2 separate regions of the Mus musculus genome follow, and region 1 is linked to region 2. A link is a contact called in public promoter capture Hi-C data. All regions are on one chromosome and are shown on one strand. Each heading gives the region's core, a stretch centred on a gene start, on an enhancer-like site or on the middle of the called end of the contact. The rest is flanking DNA. Distances are from core to core; before and after follow the strand shown.

Evidence for each region. Promoter capture Hi-C pulls out the DNA fragments that hold promoters and counts their contacts.
Region 1: a contact with region 2 is called in a promoter capture Hi-C map of 3T3-L1-derived adipocytes, with 3 times the contacts expected there. The contact joins the enhancer-like site here to the promoter of Col3a1 in region 2. A contact is called at or near these places in 6 of 39 promoter capture datasets (the 3T3-L1 cell line, 3T3-L1-derived adipocytes, the HPC-7 cell line and 2 more), 3 of 484 Hi-C or Micro-C datasets (3T3-L1-derived adipocytes, the HL-1 cell line and the HPC-7 cell line) and 1 of 9 other capture datasets (adipose tissue).

What each region holds. Positions count from the first base shown.
Region 1 is chr1:45,426,950-45,432,029 of GRCm38.p6, forward strand. Col5a2 (collagen, type V, alpha 2) reads right to left here. Exons shown (of 54, transcript NM_007737.2): 7 at 2,949-3,059; 8 at 39-116. Among named protein-coding and RNA genes, the nearest start is that of Col5a2, 74 kb to the right of the region's middle. Within about 2 kb of position 3,657, at least 16 of the 459 cell types and tissues checked have an H3K27ac peak or open chromatin away from gene starts, as enhancers often do. A contact at or near this core is called in adipose tissue, where this site is marked.
Region 2 is chr1:45,308,709-45,313,495 of GRCm38.p6, forward strand. Col3a1 (collagen, type III, alpha 1) reads left to right here and starts at 2,830. Exons shown (of 51, transcript NM_009930.2): 1 at 2,830-3,124. The coding sequence starts at 3,040.

The DNA of each region.
Region 1 (5,080 bases), core at 2,407-4,906, 120 kb after region 2:
CTTTCAACAAATACTTTATCCATAACTTTCATGCTTACCACAGAGCCAGGCATGAGTCCTACTTGACTTCCAAGTCCAGATTTTTCATCCAGCCCAGCCATCTGAGCTGAAAAAGGCTATAAAATAAAGTGTTGACAATGTTTCCACTGTAAAAGATGTGCATCAACATACTTTTAATAGTGAGAATAGTACACACTCTGCCATGTTCAAACAAGACTCTTCTAACAACTATTTTAAACATTTGAATTTAGCACATAAAAAAAATTAGCCGTTTTTCACTGTGTGCGGTTTTGATGGACCATTCTCTCCCAGAGCAGTTTCTAAGTATACTGGTTCAGAAAAGAACTGCTGCAATAGGGTATATGCCTGGGACCAAACAAAAGCAACGGCTGTCTGACAAGAACGCAGTCGACAGCTATGGATTCTGGGATCTTCATTTGGCTTCCTCCCATCCCTGGGACATGCTAATAACAGAACAAAGCTTAAAGAATGCATTTTAAATATTTATCCTAAAGATGCCAGATTCCATTTTAAGTAAATGGTGTTCTTTATTCACTCATGGAAAATAACCTAAAAAACGATTTAATGTAAGTTGACAAAATTTTCATAATCATTTCAATCAATTTCTGCTTGTTCCAAAAATTGGAAACAGTTTTAAATATTCTCTATGACCTTTAAGATACTCTGGCAATTAAACTGGCCAAAATTGTTCAACTATATTTCAGCAGCTTTATTAATTTCCAGATTATAGTGGGGAAATATCTGTATTGTTCAAAAAATAAGCAGACCATTCTTCAATTAGAAGCAAATGCATGAACAGTTGTAAAATACTAATAATCTTCAGACTCCATAAGTTGACCTGTACTATGTGATATACTAAGTAGCATATGCCTCCACCAAGAGTTCAATTGCGTAGACAGAACAAAGCATTTTATTTGATTAAAGTAGGATATAAACATTTAAGGAATATTTGTAATCCTGTTGTGGTTTGGCTGTGGCTCCACCAACATACCCCCCCAAAAAAGGTCTGTGTTAAAATCTTGCCCCCCCCCACTTTCTCAACTATGTTCATAGCAACTTTATTCAAAATAACCCCGAACCAGAAACAACTTAATTTTCCCTCAACTGGAGAATGGATAAAGAAAATGTGGTACATCTACACAATGGAATACTACTCAGCTATTAAAAATAAAGACATCATGAATTGTGTAGGCAAATTGGTGGAACTTGAGAATATCATTCTGAGAGAGGTATCCCAGACACAAATGGACATGTATGGTATGTACTGACTTATGAGTAGATATTAGCCATAAAATACAGGTTACCCACACTCCACTCCACAGACCCAAAGAAGCTAAACAGGAAAGAAGTCACAAGTGAGGAAGCTTAACTGTCACTTAGAAGGGGTAATAAAATAATCATAGGAAGAAGATGGAGGAAGGAGACTGGGTGAGGGAGAGGATGGGAAGGGGAATAGGGGTGGTTTCAGGATCAGGTGTGGGGAAGGACAGGAAAGAAGGCCAGATGACCAGAAGAATGAATGAAAATCTGAAACTCATAGGGGTAGGGGAGCATCTCAAAAATAAATAAATATAAAAAAAATAAAATCTTAGTTCCCAGTGTAATGTTTACAAGTAGACTGTTGGGAAGTAACTTGTCTATGGAATTGCCTGATCAATGACTCCATCCACTGATGAGAGATTTAGAAACACAAATGAGGTCTAGCTGAATAAAATTAGTCACTGGGGGCATGTTCTTGAGACCTATGTCTTTTCCAAAACCTTTTCCTTTATTTGTCTTCTCTCCTGGCCAGGGAGAAGGGGAGTATTTAATCTCCCCACATTAGTCCATAATGCTCTGCCCCAGCAGAGACTTAGAAACAATGGAGCAAGCAACCATGGATGGAAACTTCTCACACTGTGAACTAAAACAAATCCTTTATTGTTTAAACTGTTTCTTGTCAGCATTTGTCATGATGACAAAAAGGTCTGCCCCAAGAGTCTGTACAACTTCCTGCTCTTTCCATCATCATAGACATGCATCCTCTCCCAGAGGATTGATTTTGTCAGTGTTTTTGTAGTCTGGGAAACAGCAGGACAGAAATGTATGTTCTTTAGTTCATTGTGTGGACAGTGCCTTGGTCAACCAGAAAAAAACAAACAAACAAAAAAACAAAAAAACCCAAATGTCAGAGACCATCCCATGAGAAAGTGAGCCCTTCACAATCTCCCTAACAGGCCAAATGGCCTTGTGCTAGGAGCTGGTTATCACCCCCTTCCCCCCTATTCCCTTCCTGGAACCTGAGGCTGTAAAAGCTGAATTATAGTCCCCTCTTCCCTATCTCTTCCTGAACTCCCATGACATCCAAGGACATGAGTTACGCCTGAGCCTGGCCTGACACCCAAGGCTGTCAAGGAGGATCTATGTTCCAGAGATAAGATGCAGAGTGCCCTCTGCCTGGCGCCTGACTTCGGCCCCCATGTCAGCAGATGCCCACTTCTTTGTTCTTTGTAAAATTCCCCCTCGACCCCTCCCCTATTCCCCATGATGTATGCTTTAAAAGGAAGGCACCTCAGCATAATAAACGAGACCTTGATAGGTACCATCTTCTTGGTCTCCTGTTTCTCTTTCTCTTCCTCCCATTTCCTTCCAGGTTTGCGTTCCCCCTTGCACCCACAAATAACTGAATCCCGTGGGATGGGATACCCAAAGGTTTGGAATAAAAGCAAATAGTTTGATACAAGCCTTCAGAAAATAACACTTTGTGTTTTTCCAACAATCTATCATGGATTTATCAGTTTCACTGTTGTTCATAGGAGGTCCACATTTACTATACAGGTTTTGGAGTAAGCCATCAACCTCTGAACTGATACAGTCTAATAACATAAGAATGAATTAATGACTTTCATGTAACCTAGTTGTTACACTAACCAGAACACACAACTCACCCTGCTCATGCCATCAGGTCCTGGGTGAGAGGGGTGCCCAGGAGGCCCTGGAGCACCTGGCTGACCAGGCACACCTGGCTCTCCATCAATTCCCTGAGGACCACGAGGACCCTAGAAAAGAAAACCAGCTGTCATTAGAACCATCTTAAAATGTGTCCGTAGAAAGCTAAAAGCAGTTTTAGATAGCAGTCATGATAATTACAAACAGACAATCTAAACACTGTCAGTGTCAACACAGTCCAGCACTTCTGCTATGGAAATGTAGTCTTGGTAAGAATTGTACTTGATGTATGAAATCTTAGAATAATCAGAAAATCACTTCACTTTAGCAGCATTTAGAATGAGCTTTGTTTGGTGAGATTTTGATGCTTATGTGAATTTTAAAAACAGGTTCTAAATTCACTCGTCTGTCTTGTTACAACATGTTATAGTTAACTAGAAAGAGCCTGCTTAACCCGAGTCCACCCTATCTTATCCAAAAGTATAAAAGACCTCAGTAGAGTTTTTTGGTCTATTTCATCTTCCAAAGTACACAAGACTTGCAGAATATCTGGTGCATGGTTGTTCTCCAACATTGTGGATAACATTTGCCCATTTCACTCTTCTATACTTTAAGTCTGGCACATTTTATTTTCCTTCTCACCCAAGTGGTCAACCAGACCAACGAGAATTCAGAGGCAAGGCACTGTGATCCAGCAGAGTCTAGTTCTCAGAGGAGTGATCACTAAGCCATGCTGCCAAGCCCCGCCCTCCTCCTAACCCACATTCTGAGGACAGCTTGGGAAATAGCCAAGTCCTCAAGTCTGAAAAAGCTACATCTCCCAGCTTCATCATTCACATCAGACATGTGAATGTGTGCATGCATGTGTGTGTGTGTGTGTGTCTGTGTGTTAATCTTAAAAGTCTTAATAAGTTCCGATAAGAAAGAGAAGAACACATTAGTCACCAGATAATTTCACTTTTATCACTAAACATGGAGTTTAAGTAAAGTGGTATGCTGCTGTTAAAAAATAACGGAAGCTTCTAATTCTTAGTCAAGAGGGTAGCTCTTCTTGGCCCACAGTTAGGACCAATAATGCAGCAATATTAACAAGCTGAAGCAGCTGGTTAACCATACTTTGCTATATTCAAGAATCCATGTCTTTCAGTATTGGGCCAAAAAAAAAAAAAAAAAGCCATTTATGCCTTTGTATTTAGGTAGAAAAGTCAGTCTAGAAAATTCAAAACTTCTTGAAAAATATTTCTACATTTAAAAAATCAACCTCCTTCTTGCCCCTAAACTACTGGCAATTCGCTAAGCTCTTTCTTTAGGCATGAGCAAGCTGATTCCAGCTTTTGAGTCAGGCTCCTGGATCACACAGTGTGTAGACACCTTTTACCTCTACACCAGAACACTGGAGAAGTACTTGAGCTTATTCATGGTTCTCACTGCCCCCCAATTAAACTATTAAATGATAACTGTTATTATATACAAAAAAGGTAACAAAAATAAAATGTTGGGGCTGGTGAGATGGCTCAGTGGGTAAGAGCACCCAACTGCTCTTCCGAAGGTCCAGAGTTCAAATCCCAGCAACCACATGGTGGCTCACAACCATCTGTAACGAAATCTGACGCCCTCTTCTGGTGTGTCTGAAGACAGCTACAGTGTACTTACATATAATAAATAAAATAAATCTTAAAAAAATAAAATAAAATAAAATGTTAACTCCAAAAACAGTTCCAAAAAACAGAAAAAAAATATTTATTTTTTTATGTGAACCAAAAGAGATCTGGTTAGTTTAACTCTCTAAACTGCTAATGTATTCGTTGGTTAAGATGGATCAGATACCAAGCTGGGTCTGATTTGGACTCTTCTCTAGTCTCCTGGAATCGCCTTTAAATATCCATTGTGTTTTGGTCTAGCACAATTTGAGATTTAAATTAATAAACATTTATGAAATTTTTCTAAAACAAAATGAAATTTAATGAGAATAAGAAAAACATTATGTAGACATTTTGCTGATGAAAATAAAAATAAACTATAATTGGGGATACATTAAAATACATTTCATATTTCCAATTAAAGTTAGTCATATAAATTTTGTGTTGGGGAAGGAAATGTTCTGTGTATCATCATTTTTCTTCCATCCCCC
Region 2 (4,787 bases), core at 1,580-4,079:
CATGACTGACATCTCAGGTGTATTTTAAAGGGTCTTATGGTGATTCAAAATTTCCAAACTGACTATAAAAATAAATAAATAAAGTATACAACGTCATGAAACAAAAAAGGAGTGACAACACACAGAAGGCATTTAGGGGCAGGAGTTTGGAGTAGAAGTGATATAAATATAGTATGTATATGATCTACATATAGTTTGCCTCACAAAGATAATATATGATTAAAATATTTACTCATTTATTGTCACAAATGAAACTTAAGACAAAGGAGGTGGAAGAAAAGGAAAGAACAGAAAGTCATGGGCAGAGGAAAAGAGAAAGAGACAAAGAGTGGAGGGAGAACAGAGGGTGAGAGACAGAGAAGAAGGGACAGGAAACTTGAGTTTCATGTGTTTTGAAGGATGGAAACAATTGATTTTCTTATTGCAATCCGTTGCTGAGAACACTGCTGACATTCCTTAGCGTGCAAAGTTCATCACAGCTGGGCTTACAGCATCTCCCCCAAGCACAGCTTTCCACTGAAGACTTGAATTCTTGGTTGATAACCTGCCACACCCTTGCTTTGAGTCATCTTTCCAGCCATTCTTGCCCAGAGACAAATTGAGCACTGACTTAGCTGGTGTAGAAACTTATATTTTTGACAAGTTTCCAGATGTAAATAAGAAACTAACTTTTTCAATGCATCTTGTTCATATCAGAAAAGTGACAAGTATATAGGAAGCAATTTGTGTAGGTCACAACAGTGCTGGCTTTGCCTGATATGGTTTCCCAGGACACATGTTTCAGCCATTGTAACAATAGCTCACTCAGATCGACACCCATCTGGACACTGCACTATGAAGCATTTGGATATGAGGAAACCAAAGCTCTAGGACATAGAACACAAAGGCTTGTGAAGCAGAACTTCCAAACACACTCAAAGTAGAGAAGCATGATAAATCATGCAATCTGGAGGATTAGTTCTCCAGGTCTCCCCCAAAGCCTTAAAATGGAACAATGCCTAGATCTGCAAAAACATCAGCCATATGTCTGTAGTGAGTATATCAATCAGGAATCTTTTTCTTATGCAAAAATGCTACTTTAAGAAGTTTTATAAACTTAAAGAATGTGACAGGAATTATGCATAGCGTTGATGAAATAGTGCATACAAAATTTTTAATTAGTACAAAGTAGCATTACGTTTTTTCACTCAGAAAAATAATTCTACTGACAATTTTCAATAAATCTCAATGTTTGCATTTTCCATTTAGAGTAAAGAGAGATGTACTTATATGTATTAGCACTGGTTTTTGTATACTGCAAATATATGAAAAACTTATGTTTCTAACATGGTTTGAACAGACAAAAACTTTGAGGTAAAGGATGAAGACTATTAATAGAAAGACACATACATGTCGGTCCTCAATTTCTTCACTTTAACCCGAGCCCAGCCAATCTCAGAAGTTCTATTCCCTGCCTCTTCTGGCAGCTCTTCTCCAATCTGAAATCAGAAGATGCACAGGGGGTGGATTTTTGTCCTATTTTATTGCTTCTTGTCGCCAAAAGACATCACTTTTCTTCCTTGAACATCTCAGTGTGGGCTCTCTGTGAGCAGGGACACATGGAGGAAGACATAGCATTATCCATGCTTATAGCATTGATGTCTATAAAAACAGATTTTTAAAAATAGTATTATATATTAGGAAAGAGAAAATTATATATAAAAAATAATTCTAAATGAGATGGTTTTCCTAAAGAGGGAAGTTTTGAGCTGGATCATTAAGAAATAACATGAATTGATATAATGGGGTAAATTTTTAAGTGTGCATGCACAAAAAGGGAATATTTCTATGAGGTTAAGACTAAAGAAATAAATGCACATGGCCATGATTAGGATCAAAATGCCCACGATTGATTTTTAAAGATAAATGAAGGAATAAGGAAGTGAAGGATAGGGTATCAAGATATAAGTTGGTCATCATAATAAGGGTAACAAGTACATTTTTTCTACAGAGATTTAATCAGAGATATAGTGGTATTTATTCCTCAACTAGATCTAGAAATACATAGAAAACTCTTCAGATGAGGTCTTGGAACAGAAACATAGAAAATACTGATGTAGACATATTTGTAGTAATTATTACATTAGAAATTAGAAATTCTATTCCACACTTTGAACTTTCTCTTTTGTAGTTTCTTACAAGGACAAGACTTGAAAAGTTTGATTGCTTTTTTTTCTCTTTAGTAATGCCTGTTCTGATTTCTTTAGTAACACATAAACTGGAAATTTTACAAGGAAGCAGTCAGGGTTGCTAAAGAAATTCGTGAGAAATAGAGCAAGGGGAACAGTAACAGATAAGAGTCTCAATATCTCTTCAAACATAGCTCAAAGACAGTTTTGTGACAATTGCCTCCAGTCTAACATTTGGAATGCAGAGTGGGTGGTGAGTTCAGGGCCTTCAGAGGATTTTCCTTTATAGTCTCTTACAGTTTCCTGTTAAAATTGAGTCAGGATGGACTCTGGCAAAACTCAAAGTATCAGAGTCTTCTAGAAAGATAAAATTTACAAAATGACCATGCCGGAGAATGGGAGTCAAAACACTTTTTCAAATTCAGACAGTTTTTACTGTTTCAGAGGGAAATTTAAAAACACACAAACAATTGTTGTAGGCTATCACAAAGCACATTCCTATGTGTTTCTGTCATGCAAATATGTATTTAAGACTAATGCATGTTATAAACATATGCATAGGCTGATGTACACATGCTCCAGATGTGCTGTTTCTGTGTCTGTGGGTTGTGTCCTCTACACACAGGGAAAAATATATTAATCATTGCTTTTACTGCTGAGGGGATGGGTTCTGCTCTCATATTTCAGAAAGGGGCTGGAAAGTGAGGGAAGCCAAACTTTTTCCTATTTAAGGCCAGAGCAGAGGGAAGCGAGCGGCTGAGTTTTATGACGGGCCCGGTGCTGAAGGGCAGGGACAACTGATGGTGCTACTCTGAGCTGCTTCTTCCTCTCTCCTCTTTTGCACAAAGAGTCTCATGTCTGATATTTAGACATGATGAGCTTTGTGCAAAGTGGAACCTGGTTTCTTCTCACCCTTCTTCATCCCACTCTTATTTTGGCACAGCAGTCCAACGTAGGTAAGTAGGTACCGATTTGAACAGGCTTTCTGGGTTAATTTTGCCTTAACTTCTTACAAAGGGTAAGATAGTGGGAAAATCAGCCTCCTAAGAATTTCCTGTCTAGCCTCTGACTGTGGAATGTTTTGTTAACCTTAATTTTGTTTTCTATATTTGATTTTTTTAAAAGTTAATGTACATGTATAATATTCTCTAGTTGTTTAAGGTAAAAACTGTTCTTAAATTAACTTGATTTCATGTTCACCTTTTAAAAAATGTTTTAAAGTACTCCCCTCCTGCATTGTGAACATCTTGGCATGCTCCCAGGCCATCTGGAATTTATTGGTCTCTTGTAATAATTTCATGTTCTCCTTTGTACACTGCTCTCTTTACAAAGATAGGATATTTAGCCATGTTTTTCAAAAGAATGCACTAGAAATGTCTCTGAAATGAATAACCCTTAAGAAGATACTAGAAAATAAATAGAATCCCTTATGTATTTCTGTAAAACTATAAATGTGGACTATCTATGGACCTTCCAGAAATGAGCCCAGGCTGCAAAAACGTGTCATTGTTTCTGTTTTTATTGCATTCCATGATTGCACACATTCAATGTGCTCAGAGTTTGCCAAAAGTTGTTTTATGTTCTGTTTAGCTGGATTTCCATTACTGAAGATAACATAATTTAACAGGAATATTTTTGCTTTCCTCCAAACAAGGTAAAGATACAAGTTTTGCTCAAAAAGGCAGACTTGAAATAGTTTTGGTAGCCAAATGTAATGATCTTTATTTTCTTGTGCCCCAAATTAAAAGCAACTGTCTCATTATTTACTTAAATACTTTTAAAAATGCATATGTTCCTTGTCATCATGAAAATTTGGGGTGCACACTTTTTTCAAAATAATTGTGTTGATGTAAATCTTATCTGTGGCTAAAAGAAGTTGCTAGCAGTTCTTTTCATACATAATCAAACACGTTGGTATTTAAACCTTTAGTTTTAGCAAATGCTTCATGAGCATTCGTTTTTCCACTGTGTGCAGTGTCTTCACTAGTTTCAGAAGTTATCTATGCAAGAGTAAGGGAAGGAGACACTTTATATTTCTGTATGTTCAGTCCACAGATACACAGAGAAGGAGCTCCCAGATTGCTTGTTTCTTAATTCTGTTCCCCTTAACCCACCCTTCCATCCCCCTCCATCTTTCCCCCCTCCTTATCTCTCCACCCCTTTTGGCTCCTTAGGAACTCCCCTCCCAATTTTCCTTCCTCACTCATCACCCCTCCCCCATCCTAGGCTTATCCACCTCCCTCCCCCCACCCCAGTCCTCACCCCTCCCTGTTCTCAGTGACTCACTCTCTGCTTCCCATCTTTATTTTCATCCTCTCTCCTCCCCAGCTCATCTTACATTTTCTTTTCTTTGGATAGTCAATTCCTTTTTAGCTTTCTTTTTTCACTTTCTCTTCACATCCTGCCCTCCTGGAAGATGAAACAACCCCAAGCCTTCCCTATTAATAGGAGACATGATCCAAAGAAATGTTAATTCCTTAGCAGCCCAAACTTTTATTCTGAAATCTAGATGAAGAATCATAGAATCTTAATTTTTTTTAAAGAAAGAAAGACAGACAGAAAGAAAGACAGACAGACAGACAGAAAGGAAGGAAGGAAGGAAGGAAGGAAGGAAGGAAG